Linked DNA regions of Pan troglodytes: region 1 is linked to region 2. The links are chromatin contacts, called in public HiChIP or PLAC-seq maps. All regions are on one chromosome and are shown on one strand. The core of a region is the stretch at or near the end of the contact, and the rest is flanking DNA. Distances in the headings are between cores, read along the strand shown. Region 1 holds the start of PPP1R12B (protein phosphatase 1 regulatory subunit 12B). Region 2 holds the start of SYT2 (synaptotagmin 2).

Region 1 (7,622 bases), core at 3,498-5,997, 360 kb after region 2:
TCAGGACAGATGACTATTCTAGATGCACAATAATAAAGGAGCAAACAGGATTTTTCTGAATCCTATGTTGCCATGGGTCCTGACACTAAGCAGAATTCATCAATATTCAGGGTAAGGCAAAAGTAACTTCACAGGTGGAACCAGGAGAGGAATGAGTAATAAATGTAGAATAAAAGAGAAAAGGTTAAAAGCACAAGTTTTATTTTACCATATGAGTTAGCACACAAAATGTACTATTTTATATTGAACTGAACACACATTCATCTTACTCATCTTCTGTCTCTGTCTGAATATAAATTGCTCAGCCTATCCTCCTCCCCTCACTTGTTCCTATCTCCATCTCTCTTCCTGAGAAATACGTGATTTTAGCCTCTCTAAGTCTACAGCGTCAGACTGAGGCAACTCTAGAATGACAAAGGCTTATTCAACTACAAATTGAATTCCAGTCTGGTGTGACCTTGAGGGTCCAAATTTGGACCCTGCACATTACAAAGACAGTCTGAATTTCTTTTTTCTTTTTCTTTTTTTTTTTGAAACGGAGTCTCACTCTTTTACCCAGGCTGGAGTGCAGTGGTGTGATCTCAGCTCACTGTAACCTCCACCTCCTGGGTTCAAGCGATTCTCCTGCCTCAGCCTCCCCGAGTAACTGGGACTACAGGTGTGCGCCACCACACCAGGCTAATTTTTGTATTTTTAGTAGAGACGGGATTTTGCAATGTCGACCAGGCTGGTCTCGAACTCCTGACCTCGTGATCCACCTGCCTCAGCCTCCCAAAGTGCTGGGATTACAAGCGTGAGCCACCGCCCCCGGCCGCCAGTCTGAATTTCTGAGTCAAGTATGGAATTATTCTAATCTCCTTGGTAGCCCTCCAGATGAAGACTGATCAGACCGTGCTAAGAGACAAGACCTATGGTGACTGAAATCCAGCATCCCTCACCACACTCAGCACAGATTTAAGAGTCAACATAATACATGCTGAAGTAAGTAAGCATTCATTTTAATAAATCCTAGAAAAATCTCTTTTCTGAAAGTAGGCACTTGCCTCTTCCCACAGCAATAATTTGGTAGATATCATGTATCTAGGCCTAGAGTACCTAAGATTATAATGCTAAGGATATCAAGATAGGTGCTAACAGTCAAACTTAATAAATAAATAAAAGAAAAATTTTAAAGTACTACTCCACATAGAATTATTAACAAATATTCCTGGCCTTACAATGTGTATACGCATATGAAACAGAAATTCCTTTGTGAGCAAACAAGTGCTTTCAAGGGTTCTATAATCAGATTAATACCTTGTTAAGGACTCTAGGACAACACATGCATACACACCAAATCTTACTTTAGTCACTGAAATTTAGTCTGCATCAGTTTCCAAGGCTTTCATCAGAGTTGGTCTAACCTTTGAGATACTTCTTATCCCAGTCTAATTCAAGTATTATTAATAGGCCCCCTGGAGCTTGTTATCTTTAACTCAAGCACCTCGTGGTCTCAGCAAAGGCTGCCAAGAAAGAAGGTCTCTAAGTCCAAAAGAAGCATCAAGGCACCACAAGCTGCAGTGCAAATCATCTACTGTGATGTTGTAGGAGGAGAAAAATTGTCCCCCAGTATTATCTGGGGGCTTCTAACATGCCAAGACAATAATCCACAGTTGGTCAAGTGGCCATGGCCAAAAGAGAGAAAAGAAGCAATTATCCAGATAATTTATATCGTGCTTGTATAACAAATGGACATTTTAAATAAATAATTCAGATAATTGTACCACTCACTCTCCATTTCACAGAAGGTGAATCCATTGTAAAGTAGGTGGTTCAGCTACCAACAGCTCCAGTCTCCCATTTGAAAATAGTCTTTTATGTACCTTAGGAGTTCTCCAGGTCGGCCATGCGCGGTGGCTCGTGCCTGTAATCCCAGCACTTTGGGAGGCCGAGGCGGGCAGATCATTTGAGGCCAAGAGTTTGAGACCAGCCTGGCCAACATGGCAAAACCCCATCTCTACTAAAAATACAAAAATTGGCTGGGCATGGTGGTGGGCACCTATAGTTCCAGCTACTTGGGAGGCTGAGGCATGAGAATAGCTTGAACTTGGGAGACGGACGTTGCAGTGAGCTGAGACTGCACCACTGTACTCCAGCCTGGGAGATACAGTGAGACACTGTTTTTTGTTTTTTTTTTTTTTTAAACAACAACAACAACAACAACAAAAACTTCTCCAAGTCATGGAGACACACATTGTAACTCTTCGGAAACTGACTTGTAATGTTCTGAAGCCAATAAAGGCCCGTTGTCTTGATTCAAAGATATAGTTTCTCAACAGACCTCAAATCTTTAAGCAGCTTAATTTTTAGCTGAATTTGTCTAGAATCGAGTATACCTGTTCAGTTCAACTCCTTGTCAGCCCTATAAATTGAAAGGAATGCTTATATTGCATTTATAGATGTTAAAAAAAAAATCCATAGCTGTCATCCCCTTCTTCTCTTATTTCAATAGATTACTAGGCCGGGCACAGCGGCTCACGCCTATAATCCCAGCAGTTTGGGAGGCCAAGGAGGGTGGATCTCCTGAGGTCAGGAGTTTGAGACCAGCCTGGTCATCACGGTGAAAGCCCATCTCTACTAAAAATACAAATATTATCTAGGCGTGGTGGCAGGTGCCTGTAATCCCAGCTACTCGGGAGGCTGAGGCAGGAGAATCGCTTGAAACCGGGAGGCAGAGGTTGCAGTGAGCCAAGATCTCGCCATTGCACTCCAGCCTGGGCAACAGAGCGAGACTCTGAATCAAAAAAAAAAAAAAAGAAAAAGAAAAAGAAAAACAAGAATTCACCTTCCCAAAGAGTTCAGAAATTTAAAGTTTAGAATTTAATGTGGTTCTCTTAGCTTTTATCTCATTTTACATTCAGCTCCTTATTAAGCGAGATATAGATCTCTGTGACATAAGTCTGAAAAATCCATGCCTATGGGCCACTTCTTTACTTTCTAACTTTGCACAAATAATTTTCCTGAGCTTCAGTTTCCTCATCTGTAAAATGAGAATAACAACACTACCTGCCACACCTACTTCAAAGGATCACTGCTGAAACTCACATGGGGTAAGACATATGAAATCAAACAGCAAAGCACTCTACAAATATTGGTTACTACCTTAGGTGGGGAAATATTATCAGCAGGAAAAAAAATGGGTACAAAATAGGGTGAAAGAGTTTCTTCTACCTGAAATAGAAGGGTTGCAAACATAGTGAGAAGTAACTTTTTAAGCTATTGGCTAAATATATTTAGGGAAGTGGTCTGATATAAAGTTGAGTTATTATTTAGAAGTAGATTCTCATGCCAATACATTCACTTTGCACAGACGGCAGAAGAAGAAAAATACAAAAGATTAAGAGTGGGTGACCGGCTCTCAGCTCACCAAAATAACTGATGAAGTTCCATTTGAGGAGAGAGGGGTAGTTAGTCATGGCAGTCAGTAGACAGAGAATATTGCTGCATTAGGTGACAGAAGTAAAGGTGTCGTTACCAAGCACAGATTATCCACAATCCATATAGTATAGCTATACATAGGGCATGGGATTTCTATAGAGCGCTTTAGAAAAAAAAATAGAAAAATAGAAAAGCTATTCCATAAGTATCAAACAGAGGTAATTCAGTAACTTAGTTCTCCATAGGAAGCTCTCAGGGAGGTAGCACTGCTGAGAAGAAAGTTAAGATACCTAAAACAACGAGGTCCGGCGTGTTCTAGGAGCTGTAGCCTAGAGGCAACACAAACTGTTTTGAAGTACTACAAATCAACAAAACAAGAGGTGTGGTTTCAGACCTGCTTGTCTTTACCCAGTAAAGGGCTTTACTCTTTAAGTGATATAAGATATTCTATAACGGGGACACACAACAACTGAATTTTCTGAAAGGGCATCAAACAAATGACACTGTGCCTATGAGTGACGCGGTGTGCAGGCACGCCAACCAGACATAAGTGAAGATAACTAATCTACAGGGATAAGACCAGGGACAAAAATCACCAGTAACCATGACAACACAAGTAGGTGGAGGGAAATACAAACACTGACCAAGCAGCGGGGTGACGCTATTCCTAAGACCCTGGGGTCAGAAAAAGACTTGATTAGTGGAGGAAGCTGGCCAAGAATGAAACCGATTAGCCCAAAAGGGCAGTGTCCATGCAGAAGGAGTCGGCGGCAACACTGATACTCCCCATGGGGTGGCTCGCAGGGTCAAAGGCTCATCTGTAGGAGACTGGACGCCTCTAAGACCAAGAAAGGAGTTACCTGGTGCAGGGCTGTCAAGCCGTCCACGTTGACCGTGTTGATATCAGCACCTCTTGCCAGAAGCTTTCTCACCTCGTCGGTGTCCCCGCTAGAGCAGGCGGCCAGAAAGACAGCACCGTCCTCGAAGCGGACCCTGGGGCTCCCGCGCCTGGTCAGCGGCTGCCGCCCCGCGCCTCGTCGCTCCGCAGGCTCCTGCTCTGTCAGCGAGCCCCGCCAGCGCCGAAGCTGCTCTGCCCGCCGCATTCGCGCCGACTCTGCCCGCTTCCCTCCTAGGTGCTCCAGCTCCGCCATTGCTCCGGCCTCGGCAGCTGCTGCCAAAACTACCAACACTAAATTACTGTTGAGGCTCGAGTTGCCGCTGCCGCCTCTCTCAGAGCGCTTCAGCCCGGAGAAGAGGGCGGAGACCCTCGCGCCGCCATCTTTACTCCTCCCGCCAGTAGCACCGCCCGCACGCTCCCTCGGCTTCAATACGCAGGCGCTGCCCGGCCTCGGGTCATCACGGGACTCGTAGTAAGAGACCTGCCCTAAGTGCACTTGGTGGCCGTAAGGGAACTACAAATCCCTGGATGCATCAGAAAAAAGTCGAGGACCGGCGGCTCTCTCTTTCGCCACGGGACCCAGTGGGGTCACCTTTGCCCTAAAGCTGGAACTGTCTCCTGGACTGGCGTCAGCCTCTTCCTCTGGGCATTTTGGGAGTTGTAGTTTATTCTTGTTATGACTAGTAACTAATCTTATCTCCCTAATTATCACATCAATTCTTTGGAGTGGAAAAAAGGCGGTAATTATTCCTGTTTTCTGGAGGAGAGAACTAAACATTAAGTACCTAAACGACTGGATTCTATATCCTAGTTCTAAGTCTAGGGTTTTATTAACATGTGTATTAATCACGGTAAATGTGAATGAGCGTGGGGAAGAGGAGCATACATACAGATACAGTATTACATGTTTTACATAAATACTGTCAACTTACTCCAGGCCCAGAAAAGATCTTGAAAATGATGCATTCAGATGTAGTGAAAAGAGTTTAAGCTGTGAATTTAAGTTGAATTCACAGCCGTAGACAAATTACTTAACTTCTCTGAGCCAGTTTTCTTATGTGTAAAATGGGAATAACATCTCACAGGGTAGTCATGTGGATCAAATGAAATAATACATGCAAGGATGCCTAATACTATCTTTGGCACATATTGGATCCCAATAAATAATGTCTCTTCCTTCTCCCTCCTCCTCCTCCTCTACTCTTTTCATGTATCTTAAATTTTTACAAGACAGAATAGATGTCTTCCATGATTTTTATTTCTTTTCTTTTGAGACAGAGTCTCACTCTGTCACCCAGGCTGAGTGCAATGGCGCAATCACGGCTCACTGCAGACTCAACCTCCTGGGCTCAAGCGATCCTCCCACCTCAGTCTCCCCAGTAGCTAGGACTACAGGTGCCCACCACCACACCCACTATTTTTTTATTTTTTCGTAGAGACAAGGTCTCACCATGTTGCCCAGGCTGGTCTGGAACTCTTAGACACAAGCGATCCTCCTGCCTCAGCCTCCCAAAGTGTTGGTATTACAGCCCTGAGCCACTGTACCTGGCCCATGATTTTTTTTTTCAAAGCTAGAGAAAGATACTATCAAGCATACTAAATCATACTAAATTCCTAAGGTAGCAAATAGAACATTTTTATATTCACCAAGACTGGGTTATAAAACATGTATCTGTCCGATTGTTTTGTTTTGTTTTGTTTTGTTTGAGACAGGGTCTCACTCTGTCACCCAGGCTGGAGGGCAGTGGCATGGTCGTGGATCACTGTAGCCTCAACCTCCCAGGCTCAAGCGATCCTCCCACCTCAGCCCCCCAAGTAGCTGGGACTACAGGCCTGCGTCACTATGCCTGGCTAACTTTTGTATTTTTTGTAGAGACAGGGTTTTGCCATGTTGCCCAGGCTAGTCTTGAGCTCCTGGGCTCAAGTGATCCACCCACCTCAGTCTCCCAAAGTGTTGGTATTACAGGCATGAGCCACCGCATCTGGCCAGTCCGATTGATTTAATAAGTATAACCTCCAGTGCTCTAGCCCTGAACAAAATATAATTAAATGTGTTACCTATAATGAAAGAGTACATATGCAAATATTAGATTCTTTAAACATTTCTGTATGTTTAAAATTTTTCATTTAAAAAATGTTGCAAAATGATTGGGGTATTGTAAAGGGAAACTTTGTTATATTCTGTCATGTGAAAATTTGCCTGTTCCTCAATTTCCCCTGAAATGAAGTGGAAATCATACATTAAGGAAACAATTAATTATTGAATTGAAAGCCTCAAATGAAAAGTGACATATAAATGTAAAAAATATTATGTTTAATAATACTGTGTCTAACCACCATATGCTTTAGTAGGATATTCTTAAATACATTATAAATACTAATTAAACCTCATGTCAAATCTGTGTACTATCAATAACAATGTACATAAGGAAAATCAAGGTATAATAATGTATACATTATGTAACCTCATTTTCCTTGCTACATGCATTTATTTATGGCCACCATAGAACTTGTCATGTCTCATCATTTATTGCAATTAAAAATTCTTGGCCAGACGCGATGGCTCACGCTTGTAATCCCAGCATTTTGGAAGGCCAAGGCGGGCAGATCACTTAAGGTCAGGAGTTCGAGACCACCCTAACATGGTGAAACCCCATCTCTATTAAAAATACAAAAATTAGCCAGGCACAGTGGCGGGTGCCTGTAATCCCAACTACTCAGGAGGCTGAGGCAGGAAAATCGCTTAAGCCTGGGAGGCGGAGGTTGCAGTGAGCCGAGATTATGCCACTGTACTCCAGCCTGGGTGACAGAGCAAGATTTTCTCAAAAAAAAAAAAAATTATTCATGAGATTTACTTTGTAACATATCACAGTGGGACCTCCTCTTATTCCAATTCAGCCTCTTGCTGATAATTACTGTTGCCCACAAGCTCCCAAATAGAACTGTCCCTAAAGGATAAAAGAAAAATTGATATTAAATCAAATAGGTAAGAATACTCAGCTAGAAGCCTAATCCTATTTACAGTCCTCATGCATCATTTCAATATTATGTTCCTCGTATATGATAGCTGCTCCTATATATATATAACTTTATGTTTTACTGGCATACTGGTCTTCTAATAAGGATTTTTAAACTGGAGTAAATTTTTCAGGGATCAATAATGATGCTTCTTTTGGCTGCATTATTTTTGTATTCCGAATTAGGAAGCAAAAAATATCTGGTTCCAGTTGTTTAAATAAGCTAAAATTGACCCACTCCAGGTTAAATCCTTACTTTCCCAAGAGATATGAACTTAAATTTCTTTCTT
Region 2 (7,880 bases), core at 4,009-6,508:
CAGATGGACTTGGGATACTGAAGAAAGGACCGTATCAGTCCTAGAGCTTCTTTCCCACATGTCTCTGCTGTGGCTTCTTGTGCTTTGGTGCTTGCCTTCCACAGCTAGGGCACATCCCAAGGGCAGTTCTGAGATAAAACTCCAATTTATGGAGAGTTTTAATGGACACACGGATATTAAAGCACCAGGGTTAATTATTCAGAAAATGTTTCAACTGACTTGCTTTTCATCTCCCCCATGATGGGTAGCTTCAAAGCCTACAGTTGCCTTCTGGTAAGAAGAGACACCCTGCCCTTGTGTGATTAGTAGTCTGAGCCATTTGCTCTTCACATTCCAGAAGGTGAGCACCTCAGAAGAACCTTCTCTTCTATGAGAGGGGGAAAACTGAGGCTCAGCGAAACTTACCTGGGACATAAAACTGTGACTGGTACTTCATTGCAGAAGGAAGAAGGGTCTGCTCTGGTGTTGTAGGTTGATATTTCCTTTGAGAAGGAAAAACAATCATTGTCACTATATGAAAAGACAAGGTCTTCATGATATTCTTTAGTTCCTGGGATCTGATAAAATTCTGTGATTATTATTTGCATCCTAGTGACTTTCTTCCATATGCCAGATATGGTCTTGAAAACTTTAAAAAGCTTCCCCTCTAGGAGTATAATGTTATAGATCCAGTAGTCCTCTGTCTTCCCCATTCTGTTGTATTTAAACGTTTTATCTGAGCTCAGAGTTATTTGTTTTTATTTTGTTCATTGCATAGAGAAGAAATAATTATAGTCCACTTAATCAGCTTTTTGGAAGAGTTGGCCTTCACTGCCGGTTGGAAGACTAGGGTTTTTCTTTTTTAATTAAAACCTAAGATATCATGTAGATTATATGATATATGATAGTTATATTTATCTTTATTTTGCTTATGTTTGATTTCTTTCCCCACATCTGATCAGTTCATGTCTTCTGTATTGAAAGCATTCTGAGGTCAAGCTCAGTGGCTCACGCTTGTAATCCCAGCACTTTGGGAGGCCGAGACGGGAGGATCGCTTGAGTCTGGGAATTCAAAACCAGCCTGGGCAACATAGAGAGACCCTATCTCTACACAGAATTAAAAAATTAACGGGGCATGGTGGTGCACACCTGTAGTTCCAGTTACTAGGGAGGCTGAGGCAGGAAGATCACTTGAGCCTCAAGGCTGCAGTGAGCCCTGATTGTGCCACTGCACTTCAAACTGGGTGACAGAGCAAGACCCCCATCTCAAAATAAATAAATAAATAAATAAATAAATAAATAAATAAATAAGGTAAAATAAAGAAGAGAAAAGAATTAAAAAAAAGGAAAGTATATTATGGGATATCTAAAAGTTGACTGTAGTATGAAATATGTTATTATTATTTTTTTGAGATGGAGTTTCACTCTTGTTGTCCAGGCTGGAGTGCAGTGGCACAATCTCAGCTCACTGCAGCCTCTGCCTCCCGGGCACAAGGATTCTCCTGCCTCAGCCTCCCGAGTAGTTGGGATTACAGGCGCCTGTCACCATGCCTGGCTAATTTTTGTATTTCCAGTAGAGATGAGGTTTCACCATATTGGCCAGGCTGATGTCGAACTCCTGACCTCAGGTGATCTGCTTGCTTCAGCCTCCCAAAGTGCTGGGATTACAGGCGTGAGCCACTACACCTGGCCAGACATATATTATTGAAGAGTAAGCAGTATAATGGTTATAAACACTGAGCAGGGCCTTAGCAAAATAGGTAGCTACTATCATGTGGCTTAGGGAAATGAAAATAGCTCAGTGGAGCTAGAGTATAGGTAGTATAGGGTAATTTAAATAAAAGTTAAAGTATATTTAAGCTTGGTATGTCTACAAAATTAGATTAGAAGAAGAAAACCAAGACTTTTAGTGACAGGAATTGCATGTAATTTTTTTTTTTGAGACGGAGTTTCATTCTTGTTGCCCAGGCTGGAGTACAGTGGCATGATCTTGGCTCACTGCAACCTCCGCCTTCTGGTTTCAAGCGATTCTCCTGCCTCAGCCTCCTGAGTAGCTGGGATTACAGGCACCCACCACCACACCTGGCTAATTTTTGTATTTTTAGTAGAGGTGGGGTTTCACCATGTTGGCCAGGATGGTCTCAAACTCCTGGCCTCGCGATCTGCCCGCCTCAGCCTCCCAAAGGGCTGGAATTATAGGCGTGAGCCACTTTGCCCAGCTGTAAGTTTTAAAGAACCATTTACTCAGTTACAACCAGTAAAGCAGGCGTGTTTCAGAGGAGAGCTTAGTCATTGTTTGCTTAATTGTCAGGAACAATACAAACTGCTCTGGAAGAATAATACGGGTATGTGCAGGGGGTGGGAGGGCAAGAACAACAGCTTTCTGAAGGGGTGTTTCTTTCTGTGTGTATCAAGAGAAAGCAGGAAATGGGAGCTGGCTAGGGTCAGCGGTGATGAAGACTCTCTCTCCTGTCCCAGCTCATTTCTGTTTGCTCTAACTATGACAGCAGGGCTTGGAACAAGTTTGCAGGGATGAAGGCCTGACCAGAACATCAGGGAAACAATCCAAGTGTGAGGTAGTGCAAGTGCTAGTAGACCTATGATCAAGGATGGACAAAAAGGGAATTCTTTAAGCAGAAGGCAGGTGGCAGGCAGTAAAAAAGTACAGGGGCTTTCAGTCCCCAGGGAAAGCTGTGACAGGGGCACGATGCAGCAGTTCCCTGCTCTCTTCTCTCTCCTCCCTAGAAAAAAACAGAAAATGAAGCCACCAGGAAGCACACTATTCAGCAGAAAGTGGTAAAACAATGTAATTGAGGGAGCTGTAGACTTTCTTCCTGAATAACTCTCAGTGTTAGATAGCTCTCCCCCACCTTTTGTGGATTCAAAATGACCTTGTGTGGAAGCAGAGGGATTGCCCTGATGGCCCTGCATGTGCATGCAATTGAGTGATGTTGGTCTAAGATACTAGAGGCTCATCTTTCTACAATGATGAACAGTTGAAAAGCAAAGTATCTAATAATAGGCTGGGTGTGGAGGGGGTGGATGTCTTTTCCATTCTTTCCTCTTCCAGCTCCTGAAGCCTGGGGGAATAAGCAAGAGGGATGTTGAGCTCTTGATTAGGTTTGTAACCCAGACACTACTGGTCCTGATGAATTAAAAGAACATTAAGGCTGTAGCCAGGGACACCACATTTTTCATTTAACCAAATTGATTACAGCTCTGACTCTCCTAATAGCCTGGGAAGGCAGGCTGGCTTCCTCTGACGTGCTTAGGAGAAGAAGTTGGGGCACCAGATTGACACAAGGCTTTGATCAGAACAGTAGGCAGCTGAGTCTGCTGCCGTGGAAAAGTTGAAGCGCATCGGGCCAGTTCGCTTGGCTTGATTCTGTGCGAGGGGGCTGCAGCCCTCTTTCTGGCTGGAGTCCTGCAGATACTGGTTGTTGGCATGGGGAGCAGGAAGGAGCGAATAGAGTAGAGCCAGTCCCTTTGGGGAAGCAACAAGTCCTGGAACACACCTGGCTAAGGGTGGGGGTGGTGGGTAACCTCTTTGAATGTAAAGGTCTCATTCTTAGTCCATTGTAACTTGGCTCCCCATTTCCTCCACTGCCCTTGTTATGGCTGCTCCACAGGTGAAGGGGGAGGGCCTCTGTGCCTCAGGGGCTGTGAGCACAGCTTCAGCCTGATTGAGGACTCCCCAGAGGTCTTCCCCCACCTTTTTCGTAACATCCACTGAGGCGGCAGCCACTTGCCGCCTTGCTCTGAGGCAAGCCAAACTGGGGATAGTCTCCAACTGGGGATGGTCTGCCAGTAACACCTGGTATTATTGGCACAGTGATCTGAAAAGTGCCCTCCACTGCCTCTTCTCTCCCCAAAGCCTGAATCCCACTTGTTCTTTGCATCTCCTCATATTGCATTCATTCCACCTCTCACTCACTCACCTAGTACGTATTGAAGGCTGACCTCAGGTCATGTACGGTTTTGTACCCAAAAGCGAGGCAGGATGCTACAGTCCTATTATAAAAGTTAACTCCAGGCCAAGCGCAGTGGCTCATGCTTGTAATCCCAGCACTTTGAGAGGCCGAAGTGGGTGGATCCCTTGAGGTCAGGAGTTCGAGACTAGCCTGGCCAACATGGCAAAACCCCATCTCTACTAAGAATACAAAAATTAGCCGGGTGTGGTGGCGCACGTCTGTAATCCCAGCTGCTCGGGAGGCTGAGGCGGGAGAATCCCTTCAACCCAGGAGGCAGAGGTGGCAGTGAGCCAAGATCGCGCCACTGCACACTGCACTGCAGGTTGGGTAACAGAGTGAAACTTGTCTAAAAAAAAAAAAAAACAAAAAAAAAAAGAAAAAAAAAGTTAACTCCAAAAGAGTTAAAGTGGATATTCCAATTGTGCTGTAAGGAAGTTCTGGTGCTGCCCTGGCAGCTCCTGGGTAGGTTAGGAAGGGCTCCTCTTTGCCCTTGCCACCCTTCTCTTTCTCCCAGGCTCTTCCGAAATGCCACCACTTACTGTCTGCAGCTCCTTGGTCCAACGCACCATTCAGGGACTGTTTCCCCACCTGCAAACTGCCCACGCAAAATGCCCACCTTAAAGGGATGTCTTACGTATTAAGCAAACTAACATGTGTGAACATCCTGTCTTTAATAACCAGTAGCATCCTCCTTTTCTTTCTACCGTCTTCCAGCTCCTCTCTCCTTGCCACCCTGCAGTTCTTCCTCTCCCCTCCGCCGTTCTATTTCCATAGGCCTCAGGTACCGCTGTCTTCTCTCAAGCATCCTCCTCTCTCTCACCCATCCTTTAGGCTCAGAAGCCCCCACCATCCAGGTGGCCAATATAGGTAGCGGTGACCTAAGCGGAGAGGGGAGGAGGGGAGGCTAGGGGCTCAGGGATCCCAAAATGGCCATGGGGAGGGGGGCTCCTGAGCCCAATAATTTAGCCTTGAGCTGCAGTGGGTTCGGGAAGTTGGAGAGAAGGAGCTGGCTAGAAAGGAGACCAGCCTTCTGGGGTGGGGAGTATAGAGCCCCTTTCCCGTCCGCCTTCCTGCTGGGGAAGCAGCCTCCTTGACCTTGAGCAGAAGGCGGGGGCGCCGAGCGCCTGGGGGGCTGCGCAGAAAGGACCCGTCCCGGGGGGCAGGCCCGCCCTCCGCCTCCTCCGGGCCTCCTCCGCCTCGGTCCCCGCCCTCCCGCGCCGCTTGGTCTCCTCCCCTCACTGCAGCGCTCGCCGCGCGCGCCCATCGATCAGGCCCCCTCCCTCTGCCGCCTCGGCGCAGACTGCTAAGCTCAGCAAGTCTTGCGGCAAAGGCACTTCGGAGCCGAGTTGGGGCAGCGGTGGAGCGGGGACTTCGCGCCCCAGGGGAACGGGCGCCCCTGCGAAACCGTCGCCAGCCCCGCGTCCTTGCCGTCCGACACCCCCTCACATTGGCGACCCCGGATCTCTCCCGCCTCCTTCGGGTCGCTCTCCGGTAAGTCCATACCCCCGCCGGTGGGGGCACGGACCTCCCTCTCCAAAGTTTCTCCTTTTCTGCTACTGAGTCGAGGGGCCACGGGGTGGTCTGGGTCCCGAGAGGTGAGTAGGGTTGGGGAAGTTTGAGGCCAAGGGGGCCGGGAGTCCGCCCCGTCCTTTGGGGGAGTTTGGAAGCGTCCGGATGGAAGGTTCGTCTCGGGGAGTCGGACCCGAGGGGCGAGGAGCCGGCTCCTCTGAGGGACTGGGGCTGGGCTGGGGGCAGATTTCCTCCCGCGGTCTCCCCGCGAGTTGCTGCAGAGAGGGGCGGGCCACGCGTCCCCTGCACCGGCCGGCTCTGCGCCCCCGTCCCTCTCTCTTTTCCCTGGGACGAACCCACTCGCGTCTAGCCCAGCCCCCGCCAGCCCTAGCGGTCTCCAAGGAAGATTCTTTTGCCCCAGTCTCAAGCTTCGGGGACCCCTGGCACCGCCGTCGTGGGAAGTGGGGCGGGGGGTGGGGTCTGGGCGCTGGGAGCCGGAGACCCTGGGTCAGGGAGAGGTTGGGGAGACAGACTGCAGGGGCCATCTGGAAGCAACGGGCACGAGGAGCTGGGGCAGGGGCCCAAGAAGGGGCTGGAGGCGCCCCTCCCCTCTCTCCAAATCTCATGACTCAGCACGACCTAGGACGCCCCGTCCCTGCTTCAGCTCTGTCCCCAGGGCTAGGCTCGCAGTCTGGCGGGTGCTGACAGCCCGACTCCCTTTTCTAGACTCTTCCATGTACCTTTCCCATTTGGGGTGCCCCCTTCCCCTGCCTATGCTCCTTCCCCCACCTCTGGGGGACAGGGCTTTTATTTTTCAACTAAAAAGTGGAGCTTTATCGTTTCACATCCCACTAAGCCAGGCCCCCTCATCCTGTCTCCTCCCTTTTCATCCCCACATTCCACAGGTGCCTCCAGGACACCCCCAGCCCATGGCTCGTGGGGTGTCTCCTGGCAGGGCAGTGTCCTCCCCTACCCCTGGCTGAGGTGGCGGAGTAGGTGCTCTCCCCGCAGCAGGAGAAGGGAGTGCAAGGACAGAAGAAGTGCTGGCCCAGGAGGGGCCACCGCAGTGGGGAGGGAAGGGCAGAGGCCCCGTGGGCAGGTAGTACAGGTTGGGTTAGCTTATGAGGAGGAGGAAGTCCTTAGGATCTGGGGGCGCCCAGGAAGCCAGAAAGGTGAACTGGGGTCTGACCTGGAAAGCAAAAGGGTGCCCTTCTCCCTCCCCTACTGCTGCCGCCCTGAGGGGCCTCTCCCAGGTGGAATAGATTGTCCTCCATCCAATCTATCTGGATCCCCATAACCTGGCACTTCATTAGAGGGGGTGACAGAAGCAGGGAAGCCCTTAATCCTTTCAACCATCTCTCCCTACTTAAGACTAAGTCCAGCTTTGGGGCTGCTAGAAACATCTCTGTGACCAGCAGAGGTGCTGAAAAAAGCCATGCCCAGTGCCCCTAAGGCAGGCCCGAGTGGCAGGTGGAAGGGGGCAGGGTGGCTCTGATGCAGTGGGACGTGCCTGGCATCCTGGTCCTGTGGAATGAGAGTGGTGGCCTGGCAGGCACTGCAAGCTGCAGCGTGTGTCAGGGCCCTGGGGGTGAGTCAGCGTCAGGGGTCCATGCCAGGCACACTGCAGCCTAGGGAGTCCAACTCCAACCCATCTCCTCCCATGCCCCTGGAAAATGGCCAGTGCCCACTGAACCCCGACTGAACCACCTTTCCCTCAGGGTGGCTGCCTCTGCTCTGCTTGGCTGCCAGGCAGATCCCTGGCTTCACCCTCTAGGACTCCCCCCAGAGGCTTGGCTTTTTCTGGAGATCTTTTGGGCTTAATCCTTACCTTCTCCCCTCCTTGTCTTGCCAAAGGAGGAGGAGAGGGAGGCAGAGGAAAGTTTCTAGGTTATAGCCTCACATAGATCTGGCCCACCATTCCCTGGAGGAAGAGAGACCAGACCACTCTGCTGGGAGTCTGCTTTGTTCTGCAGTCCAGGAGTTTGTGTCCGGGGAACTTGGGTTTTCTTTTGGGGGAAGGGGGTGATTATGCAAGAACATTTCTTTTTCAGCTTTGGGGTCTGACATCCACAGAACAGGACCAGGGGAAGCAAAAAGTGTTGGTGTTCGTAAACATTGACTTTTCGCCTAGAGAAGCTTGCAACTGGCTTCAATTTAGGACTGAAGCTGGTTTCACCTGGGCAAAGCATGTACCTTGCTGAAGACCTCGCAGGGCCGGGGAGACCCTTTCTGGAGCTGGGTCTGGGCTCACCTGCCCTCACATTGCAGCTGGAGCTCGTTTTATTCCTTCTACCCTTAGGCAGCTTCCAGGCAGGTGTGACAGAGCTGTCTATGATACTGCAGAGACCTGGGGGTGGGCGTTGGAGGTGGCTGGAGAAGCCTCTTCCCTGCCCTTCTCAAGCCCTGGGGACCAGGCTACCC

The links. HiChIP or PLAC-seq counts read pairs in DNA pulled down with a chosen protein or histone mark.
Region 1: a contact with region 2 is called in an H3K4me3 HiChIP or PLAC-seq map of stem cell-derived excitatory neurons, with 3 times the contacts expected there. The contact joins the promoter of PPP1R12B here to the promoter of SYT2 in region 2. A contact is called at or near these places in 2 of 7 Hi-C or Micro-C datasets (induced pluripotent stem cells and stem cell-derived neural progenitor cells), 1 of 1 datasets of contacts at active chromatin or transcription factors (stem cell-derived excitatory neurons) and 1 of 1 other capture datasets (stem cell-derived neural stem cells).

The regions. Positions count from the first base shown.
Region 1 is chr1:46,744,435-46,752,056 of NHGRI_mPanTro3-v2.0_pri, forward strand. PPP1R12B (protein phosphatase 1 regulatory subunit 12B) reads right to left here and starts at 4,748. Exons shown (of 24, transcript XM_514103.8): 1 at 4,278-4,748. The coding sequence starts at 4,568.
Region 2 is chr1:46,381,495-46,389,374 of NHGRI_mPanTro3-v2.0_pri, forward strand. SYT2 (synaptotagmin 2) reads left to right here and starts at 5,259. Exons shown (of 9, transcript XM_016935938.4): 1 at 5,259-5,441.